Linked DNA regions of Zea mays: region 2 is linked to region 1. Evidence: chromatin contacts called from public Hi-C data. All regions are on one chromosome and are shown on one strand. Each heading gives the region's core, a stretch centred on a gene start, on an enhancer-like site or on the middle of the called end of the contact. The rest is flanking DNA. Distances are from core to core; before and after follow the strand shown.

Evidence for each region. A called contact is a pair of places that touch in the nucleus more often than the background predicts.
Region 2: a contact with region 1 is called in a Hi-C map of leaf, with 2.4 times the contacts expected there. The contact joins two enhancer-like sites. A contact is called at or near these places in 5 of 25 Hi-C or Micro-C datasets (bundle sheath, ear, leaf and 1 more).

The regions. Positions count from the first base shown.
Region 1 is chr3:21,983,893-21,989,644 of Zm-B73-REFERENCE-NAM-5.0, reverse strand. No RefSeq gene overlaps it. Among protein-coding and RNA genes, the nearest start is that of LOC103649831, 6.0 kb to the right of the region's middle. Within about 2 kb of position 2,949, at least 18 of the 20 cell types and tissues checked have an H3K27ac peak or open chromatin away from gene starts, as enhancers often do. A contact at or near this core is called in bundle sheath and leaf, where this site is marked.
Region 2 is chr3:22,184,313-22,189,638 of Zm-B73-REFERENCE-NAM-5.0, reverse strand. No RefSeq gene overlaps it. Among protein-coding and RNA genes, the nearest start is that of LOC103649833, 110 kb to the right of the region's middle. Within about 2 kb of position 1,733, at least 7 of the 20 cell types and tissues checked have an H3K27ac peak or open chromatin away from gene starts, as enhancers often do. A contact at or near this core is called in bundle sheath and leaf, where this site is marked.

The sequences.
Region 1 (5,752 bases), core at 1,700-4,199:
AGGAAGACCTCTGCAAAAAATACATGTCTGTCAACAAAAAATTCACATCACCGGCACTCGATCAAGCGGTTAATACAATACAAAATCAAGCGCTCGCTCTAGTTCATTCGAGCAAGGTCACTATACAATCAAGCGGTTAATACAATACAAAATCCTAATAAAACACTACAAGCACTCGCTCTAGTTCATTCGAGCAAGGTCACTATACAATTCTAGTAGCTAGTTGATTCCATCCTAATCGCTCCACCAAACAAATCTACTAGCTATACAACTACAATAAAAATGATTCATACACTCACTAGGGCGCGGGCGGACGGGCGGGCGGACGGGCGGGCGCCGGCGAGGGCGCGGGCGCCGGCGAGGGCGCCGGCGAGGGCGCGGGCGCCGGCGAGGGCGCCGGCGAGGGAGGCCGCGGCGGGCGCGGGCGCGGGCGCTGGCGAGGGCGGCCGCGGCGGGCACGGCGGGCGGCGGCCGCGGCGGGCGCTGGCGTGGGCGGACGCGGCCGGCGACGGCACGACGGGCGGCGAGCCGGCGATGGCGCGGAGCGGCGGCGGGCGCGCAGGGAGAAAGAAGGAGAAAGGAGAAAGAAGAAAGAAGAAAGGAGAAAGAAGGAAGCCGCGGGCGAGTATATTCGCCTTCTTTGCCGAGTGCCCGTGATCTGGCACTCGGCAAAGTTTTTTTTAATTTTTAAAATAAACTTTGCCGAGTGCCAGATCGGTGGCACTCGGTAAAGGATCCTTTGCCGAGTGTCTACCATCTGACACTCGGCAAATATTACCTTACACATCTTTGCCGAGTGCCACCCTGGGGGGCACTCGGCAAAGAAGTCTTTGCCGAGTGTCTTCCTTGGACACTCGGCAAAGTACATTTTTATTTTTTTTATTTTGCCAACCAAAATTTTTGTGGTATGTTCCTACACTATGTAGACCTACATGTACCATTTTGGGACAATTATAACAGTGTTTTCTATAGCTAGTACATTTAGTTTGTTTATTTGAATTTCTTCGGAAAATTCAGATTTGAACTGCAGGTCACTCGAAACTTGGAAAACCGTGAATGCAAAAATGATATCCATGCTACATAGCACAAGTTACGACCGATTTCAGGAGCGGACCGGAAACTTCGAGCACCATGCTCACTCAACATGGCCGTGAACTTGCCATACAACTGTTTAAAAAATTTATAAAACACAAACAAACTTAGAAAATCATGAAACTTGTCCACATGTCATGATATCATATGTAGAGTCTGTGATAAAAAATTTAGAATGTTTGGAGAAAGTTGTGAGACACTATGTGTAGAAACCTAAGAGAACCACACATGAAATCATAGAGTTTCAATGTGGATCTCTTAGGTTTGTACACATAGTGCGTTACAGCTTTCTCGAAACTTTTTCAAATTTTTATCACAGCCTCTACATATGATATCATGACACGTGGACAGGGTTCATGATTTTCTGACTTTGTTTCTGTTTTATACAATTTTTAAACACCTGGATGGCAAGTTTACGGTCATGTTGAGTGAGCATGGTGCTCGAAGTTTCCGGTTCGCTCCTGAAATCGGTCGTAACTTGTGCTATGTAGCATGGATATCATTTTTGCATTCACGGTTTTCCAAGTTTCGAGTGACCTGCAGTTCAAATCTGAATTTTCCGAAGAAATTCAAATAAACAAACTAAATGTACTAGCTATAGAAAAAACTGTTATAATTGTCCCAAAATGGTACATGTAGGTCTACATAGTGTAGAAACATACCACAAAAATTTTGGTGACCAAAATAAAAAAAATTAAAATATGCTTTGCCGAGTGTCTACAGAGGACACTCGGCAAAGACTATGTTTGCCGAGCGCCAGATATTTGACACTCGGCAAAAACTGACGGCCGTCAGTTGTAGACGGCCGCTAACGGCCCTTTGCCGAGAGCCATGTTTGCCGAGTGCTTGACCCTCGGCAAAGAAGTCTTTGCCGAGTGCTCGGCTGTGCCGAGTGTCCTACACTCGGTAAACTAGCTCTTTACCGAGCGCAGGACGTTGCCGAGTGCGGCACTCGGCAAAGCCGGATTTGCCGAGTGCCCGATAAAAAGCACTCGGCAAAGCCACCGGCACTCGGCAAAGGCGCGAATTCCGGTAGTGATTTGGACGCGGCAGCACCTGGCACGGGCACACACGTTGAGGCGCGCGTCTCGTCGGAGCGAGAGAGTGCGCACCAGTCACCAGCAGTCCAGGCGTCCAGCACAGATGGTGGGTGGTGTTCCGGCCGGGCCGGTACTCACTTGTCAATCGGGACCAGAAAAGCATGCGACAATATGTGCCATGTACTTGCCTTGCCTTGCAGAGATCGATCCAAGTGACCGGCATACGTGCGCTATGAGCCTCTGTCGTTTGCATGCTCAGCGTGTGCCTTCCCCGTTGGGTTGGGGGCTTGCGTGTCGACAATATGGTCCATCGGTTCTTGGTCTTGCCAACTTTATTTTAATTTAGGGCTTGTTCGGTTAGCTCTCAATCCATGTGGATTGAGTGGGATTGGATGGGTTTGAATCCCAAACAAGTCAAATTTCTTAAGAATTTTTTCCAATCCCATCCAATCCATGTGTATTGGGAATAACCGAACAAGGCCTTAGCAGGCACCAAAACCATGCATCAAGCTAGCTTGATATTATTTATTATTTATCTATAAGGCCGACAGGGTAAATTACGTAACCTGCTTCTGCCATTCCGGTGGACAAGCACTGACGGACGAGAGCTGGATAATTATATAATAGATAAATAAACGAATACGAGTACTACTTACGTAAAAACAGTGCCGTGAACAGAAGTGACAGAATTTTCTTTTTATGGTAATGTCCGGAGAATCCCCCCGCATCGAGATCGCGCTCGCTGGGGCCCACGCTTCTGGGCCGGTCCAGCGGCGGGGCCACGTAGGCTCCGCATGCATCGAAACTCCGGCGTCCACGTTTCGCGCCGCGGTTGGACCGCCCCCAGCCAACGGAACCTCAACACGTGGCCTGCACTCCCTGATCTCCCATTGGCTGCATCGGCGGTAGCAGCCACGTACGAAACGCACGCAGTCATTCATGCTCATGCATGCATGCCAATAGGGTTAGGGGCCGCGTACGCCTGCGCTTTACGCTAGGGGTTTTGTTTACTGGTACTGGTACATGCGGTGCGAGTGCGACTAGACTAACAAAGATTATTAGCTTTTGTTAATCCCTGGAACGTACCTAAACTAACAAGGATTAGCGAGTCAACATGTGCACAGTAGTGGAGTGGCGCCTCCACAGGGAGGTGGATGATGATATATAGATCATCCTAAGATTCGTATCACATATAGTATTATTAAGTGGGGGGTTACCTGCTATTTTTTTATTTGGCAAGTTTTCTATTCGCCCCCACTAGCTGGTCTCGTTGGTCCCCTTCTTCGTTCCACCCCCGTTCTCCGCCTCTGGAGACCGTATTATAAGGCACAATTGTCGGTGATAAATTGTATCCTAGACATATATAGAATAACCATCGACGGTTACGTCGTGCGTATACCATTGGTCGCCTTTCGTTACTGAATTTGTATAGTACAAGTATATATACATATACATGCACGCTCTCCTATCAACGGCAACTTGACTCCTGCATAACCTAACAATATAGTACAAAGCAAACCCACAACAAGAACTGAATCAATGTGTGTGTATATATATATATATATATATATATATATATATATATATATATATATATATATATATATATATATATATATATATATATATATATATATATATATATAGGCGGGATACATGCATATATATATATATATATATATATATATATATATATATATATATATATATATATATATATATATATATATATATGCATGTATCCCGCCTGTCTATAATAATATGCATGTCGCGTCGACGGGCTGTCGTAGGCTAGCTTATCATACTCGCATCGCATTCACATCATATATATCCAAGTGGATTAGGCTAGGTTGGCTACGAACTGGGGTTAACCCTAGTCGAAGCTAATAAAATTATGTTATGCCCCTACTATACATGGATCATTATGGAGTCACCCCATTTGGCAAAGCATCGGCCATATATATATATATAAAGTAATCCATGATTGTACGGGAGGCATGTAGAACGGATTTGATAGGATGTCTCCAGACGAGCAACTAGAGCTATATTAGTTTAGTTTAATGGCGAGCGCAAAAGATTAACCTAATCGTCAATGTCATGTGGATGGATGCATGTACGCAGCACCAGCTCAGTTGATCTAGTCGACAAGCCTATAGCTAACAAAACTGCAGATGCACGTCGTCTGACCTTTCCATCTCCATGTTTTTTTCCCCTGCTCAATTCCTGTTGAACTCATCGTTAAGTAGTCCAGTACAGTATATATGATTCAACTCATCAGGCTATATATTATTCACAGTTTAACTGTGATTTCATCATCTTTTCTCGAAGACTATCAGTTGGGCCTTTGATTGCATGAGACGAGGTTCTTAAAAATCTAGGCTTGCATCATCTTCGGATCATGTGTTGTTGCTTGTATGATTAGTTTTTTTTTTGAAGCTTGTAGGATTAGTTAACTACTGGTGGCTTAAGTACACGTAGGCATGAGTCTTTTAATAAAGGCAATGTATCCTGTGTAAAAGGTTCTCCTGTGTAAACATGCTAAAACGCCTTAACAACCTTTAGATCCAGAATCAAAGCCTAATTTTAATCTCACCTAACCGCCACCGCACCAGATTACCAGGAGGGGGTTCTTTAGAAAAAACACAAGATTATTAGGTGGGATTAAGATTAGCCTTTGATTCTGGATCCAAAGGTTGTTAAGACGTTTTAGCATGTTTACACAGGAGAACCTTTTACATAGGATATGTTGCCTTCAATAAAAGGACAAGTAGGTGACGCATGGCGAGACCTGTCTAGCGTAGAGTTTTCTTTTTTTTTTTGTGGCATGTGGGAAGCTTAGACCGGCCGAGCGCAGCGTGGGTTAATTAACTTGATTATTAGAGCCGGCCAATTTCAGTTGGCTTTGTTTGGTGACTAGAAATAGAGATAAGGGCCAGCTAGGGCCGGTCAGTACTAAAGTATTTTGTTGATTGGCACAAGATTGGGGATGGAGAAATTTCTAGCAAAGAGACGCATGCAAGAGATAGCTGAAAGGGACGACCAAACACTTCGTTAACCTTTTTTTTAAAAAACCAGAAACTAGCCACGCCTTCTAGAGTGTGTGGGGTTGACACCCCTTCGTATGGTTCGATTAGCCAGCACATTCTTGTGCTGCTGATGTGATATGAAAGGTGATGTAAAGCTACGGTTTTTGATAAATAATCTTGCGTCGGTAGGTTTCTCTATGATCGACCGTGGTGTCAACTTGGACTTGTCCCTAGCTGGCTTTTCTGTCTGTCTTCGTTTTGGTATGCATGCACGCGGTTGAATGTTGCACCGAATATTTCATGCGAGATTATTATAAAGATCATGAGATTTTTTTTTTTGCAATGTTTGGAAATTAACGAGGATCCTCCATTTGTCTTGATCGGATGGTTAAGAATTAGAAGGAACCGCCGATCCCCGTCCCCCTGCCGGCGCTTCCCTTCCCTCTTCTTCCACAAGACCACAACCAGTCAACCACGCAACCGCAGGCGGCTGAGCTTGCTCTCCATCTGAACCGCGACAGCGCGTCGGCCTCGTAAGCACCAGGCGTTGTTCCCCTCAATTTCTCTTGCATAATCCTGCTAGCCGCAACAGCT
Region 2 (5,326 bases), core at 484-2,983, 200 kb before region 1:
GGAGGTTGTGCAACTACTAGCCATTCATCCCACCCCACATTATCTTACTTTTGCTTGTGTTCTGCCTAAGCCTGTGGAAGACTGAGGTCGAGACCAACATTTTCCATTGGCTTACCAAGCCCCATTTCCATCTGAACTAGTGGCTGACCAAGACCAAAAAAGTCAAATGGTAACTCTTGTCCATTGTTTGGGTAGGGGGACACTTCCTCTTCGTCTTCTGGGAGAGCACCAAGTAAATCATTCTGAATGATATCACATTGTATGGTCCGAGAAAAACCTTGAAACACTTCTGTAACAGAAAAGACTATAAAATGTGGCACTTCTTCAAGCGCTATTACCCTAGCCCCGAGCAATAACCTTGTTATATTTGAATGATCTGCTTCCCTCATAAGCAGCATCCCGAAAGCCCCAATAGCATTCTGAATGTGTTCATGTGACCAATAATCAAAAGGAAAAGCCAACAACATTAACCAACATTCCCTATTAAAGTTGAGGGAGCCCTGAGCAATAACCTTGTTATATTTGAATGATCCGCTTCCCTCATAAGCAACATCCCGAAAGCCCCAATAGCATTCTGAATGTGTTCATGTGACCAATAATCAAAAGGAAAAGCCAACAACATTAACCAACATTCCCTATTAAAGTTGAGGGAGTGAAAATTCCATGCCTCATTATGCCTGATCAAAGTAAAATTAAAACCCAACGCTTGTTGCGGGCCCAAAGCAATCAAATTATCCCTATCATAAACAAAACGGAACCGAACAAGGGCCTGCCCAAGATGTGTACGCTAAATGTCCCTGATACGCAACTACCTGAGCTCTACCAAATACTCCCGGAACAATATCGGCAAAAACTTAGAAGTTGACCGCATACCCTTGTCCCGCATTCTGGCTCGGTCTCTTGGCTGGATCCAAGGACATGTCTCAGTGGCGGAGCCAGCCCTTATTTTGGGGTCAACTGACCCCGGTAATTTTTTGAATATCTAATAGAAATCGGTGTTAATAACAAAAGTTCTATAGTAAAGATCCAGTAGATAATACTAATGACCCCGATAAAATATTTGCTAGCTTCGCTGTCACGTCTAATATATGTGACTAGAATCTAATATGTAGCACCGTCAACAGAATACATAATCAGGGGACAAGATTGATTCCATGCATGTGAGTTCCTATCAATCGTGTCTACAGGTATGTAGCTGTTGGTTTTCCTGTAATACTGTGCCATACATATATAAATAATCTATCCTAGTTTCTGTATCTACACCTTGTGATTTAGATGTCAAAATCAGATGAAAGGTGGCTTCGGGCTATCAGCAGGTTACCGGATCCAAAGCAGTCACGGAAGCCTATTTAAATGATTATTTGACTCTTGATTTGTTATGGATGTGGCATATATATGTTTGGAGAATAATAAAACTAAAGGTGCATGGTATAGGTATATACTTTATGATAACCAATGCAATCAAGTAATTGATCAACTTAGCTAACCTGAAACCATTAAATTAGCATATATAGATGTCCATGGTCTAAGCAATAGTGGGTAAAAAAAAATTGTACCGGAATAAAGCCACCATAGATGACAGCTACATAACCACGTCTCCTCTAAGTAATACTAACAAATGATAATATATAGATCACTGAAGATATCATGTAATTTTTATATAGCCACAATAGCGTCCTGCAAGTCTTGTTTTGTTATTCGAAAGGGACAGAAAGAGAGGAATAGATGGGTGCCAAGTTTAGGGGACATGGTGGGCCTTGTTTGGAAGTTGGGGAAAGACTTGATAAAGAGCGAGGAGGAGGGAAGAATTTGGAGGTGAATGAAGCTTTCGTGGGTGGTGGAGACGAGATTGCGTTACGAAAATAAAGCCGCGAAAATCCAGCTTTCCCTGGGGTTAGTAGGATTTGGGGGAGATTTCTTTCCAACCGGGCTGAAGCAAAAGTCCAACCGGAAAGCTTGCTGATCTGAACTCACATAGATGCTGGAGACGCTGGCTCTGATGTGCCGTGTGCTGTCGTCCCAACTTGTTTAGCCATGTAAAAACGCGCACCAAAGGGGTGATCTTTGCGCACTAGTTACAGCTGAGATCTGGGAACCACTGGCCTTGTTGGACAATACCAAAGCTGCACGAACTGAAACACTTGGTGGTTCGGTTCCATTCACCTTTTAACTTGAAGTCAAACGTGGTATTCCTTCTGAGAAGGTATACTACAGCTAGTGCCAGTGACAGTGATTCACTCAAAGCAGTGTGATGGCAAGTACAACGACAGGAAGACCATCGCATTACGTTGCCCAGGTTCTTAACTAAACATGGATGCTGCTGATGCTTTTTTTTTGTCTGGGTAGACACGACTGATACAAAGTAGAATTGCACAAGAAGAAGAATAGCAGACGACGGCTCTGTCGTCTGTCCTTTTGCTTATCCTATTATTATACAATGATCTTAGGTGTGCTGCTCGGTGCTCACTAACCAGCACTAGCTGATGTTCTTCTACTCAAGTACAGAAGGAAGTCATAAAACATGATTGCGGAAATTGTCTCCCCAACATTTTTTTTGTCAGTCGGCACAATTTCCGCCCTTTCCGTACTATAGACCGGTTTCTTAACCTGTAGCTTAGCTTCTGAGCAGCTGTTATATTTAGATCTTCCATCGATCCCACAGCTGTCGCTGTGGATTAATTTCCACTTCTGGTAGCAGTGCAGGCGTACAACAAGTGGAACAATAATTAAGCACATTTGTCATGTTTCATTTCTTGAATGACGTGAAATGTTGATATGAAAGATGGCTGATTAGTTAGTTTGGTAAGATATGTTTTTTTATTTCTTATGCTTTAGCTATTTCTTTTTGTGAAGTGTTACTTTTGCCTTGTGTTTATATGGAGCATGTAAATACACCACTAAGGTTGTGCCATCTCAAACAGATCTCCTATCACATTCCCTATTTTATCTCTTATTTCAAACTTAACTCTGTAAATAGTGCCATCTATAGTTCTGCGTCCCCTATTTTATACGATCCACTGAAGATAGCCTTAGATCGAAAACTTGCACATCCCAAATATTGGGAGAAATAAAATCTTTTTTTGTGTTGTAGCACTGTGGTAGAAGCGATTTTTCATGTTTTACCGCAAGCGATTACAATACACTAGTATGTGTAGGAAATTAGATGTAAATCAAAAGAATAAGAGATAACAAACAAATCGAATCCTAAGGACTATTCCATTCATTGATGGTCACCACATCTTTTTCTCAAAGACACATTCCTTTGCAGAGGTGGCTCTTAGCTCACAATCTTAATTTAATGCCCATTAGGACAACATCGTTCGATGCTCATCCACTCATCAGCTGTGTGAGCTTGAACTCGGAGATTGCGTCTACATTCCCAATCACTTAGGGAAGATCCAGAAAAGTACACTAGAAGCGAGGCACCAACGACGTCGTTGGCTAGTGTAGAACATTTGATGGAGATCCACAACATTGGGGTTCCAGTCCAAACCGAGATGAATATGATGAGAAAGAACCTCCAAGTCGGTTCGCACAAGGCCGATCAAAAGAGGAGATATTGGAGGGGCCATCCCTTCAGACAACACTTTGTCACAGAGGCAGAGCTCGTCGTGGTGATTAGTGATATAGTCTAGGCTCGCAAAGATGAGAGCCTTGCTAGGAGTGAAGATGATGTCAGTGTAAAAGGCCTCCTCAGAAAAGTGCCCAGTACCCTCACGGACAATGCCTTTAGCTCATGTGAAACTGGTTGTGAGTCATCGAAGATCTACGAATACACATAAGGCTCCCCTACCTAGCACATCAACTATCATTGATTTGTAACCAGCACCAGTGATTAGTGGATCGACTAATTAGTGGTCCAATGCATGGGACTTTAGTGGTTAGCACTTAACACACAAAAGATTTATCATGATTCGCCTTTAGAGCCTTACATCTAACATTGAATTCTTCATGTTAGAATGCTTAATCGAGTTCTTACAATTGGAGAGAGAGGGAGCAGGTAGGAGAATGCTAGTTAGTTCCGGTTTAGTATTTTTTGGGATTTTTCTCATGTCTGGAGCCCCTACCCTAGTTTATATTTGGAGGATGATGGTTGATGGGCTAAAAAGTATGGGTCTAATAGCTTCCTTGGCCGCTAAGGGATCTCTAGTATTCATAATCCTAATCTTCAAGTCGTTGGATCTGTCCGACATACCCTTCTTCATGGTCATGGTCGATAGGGCTGGAACCATCCATGGCATCCATGTAGAGGTCTAAAACCGGTCATGAGAGCCTAGAGTTGGTGTTGTCTCTATCTGGTTTTTCCTCCTCTTAGCAACCAACCTATGTCAATGATGGAGAAGTTTCCCTATGGGAGATAGATCCCACAGTCTCATCTCCTCTTCAACATGGAGAGGCCACACAATCATTCTGTCATGTTGCATCATGCCCACTGTGTGACCCCTTGTCTAGAGTGATCGATAAGTCCTCACTAAGGTGAGGGGATATAGCTCTACTAGGGCCATGGGCGATGTGGCTCTACCCACATGTCAGGCATCTGACGCTCATTAGAGCTTGCCAAAAAGATTCCCAACGTTGCTATGGGTCCACTTCCCTTGAGTCATCCTTGATCGATCGCAAGCATCAGTGTTAGAGCTTGGGCTCGACTGCTCGGTAATTTTCTAGGTTTCCGAGTGAGGGACATGGTTGTTAGCCTGACCTAAGGTGCCTCACCTAGGCATCAAGGTTTTTCATTGCTCGGTGTTATGAGATTGTAACCATGATGAGTAATTAGTTGATCGATCGATTGGTCAATGTGTGGGACTTTGGTGGTTAACACTCAATGCATGAAGGGTTTACCTTTGTTTAGGCTCTAGAGACCTACATCTTGCAACAAGTTCTTCATGTTAGAATGATCAAGCGAGTTCTTAAATTGAGAGACTGACGGTAGGAGATCGCTATCTAGTTCTAATCTTGGGTTTGTTCTTGGGTTGGATCAAACTTATCCCCCTTCTAAATGAGCCTATACCCCATTTTATGCTGGAGGGTTGAGAGGAGTACAAGGAGTAAGGTTCCATAGCTTCCTTATGGGCTAGGGAGCTCTAGTGTTTTGTGTTCCTAATATTGGAGTCGTTGGGAGCGTCTAGTATCATCTGCTCCTCCATGGTCATGGCAGTGGCCAACAACACTAAAAGTTTCTTTGACACCACTTGCCAAAGCCTCAAGCTAGTTGTCAAATCCTAGAGATGTTGTTGTGTCCCTCTTGGGTCTACCCTTCTTTAGGCGTTCATCGCACACTAGTGTGGGAGGAGTGGCCCTTAGACTGATTGTGGGGGTCCTTCCTTCA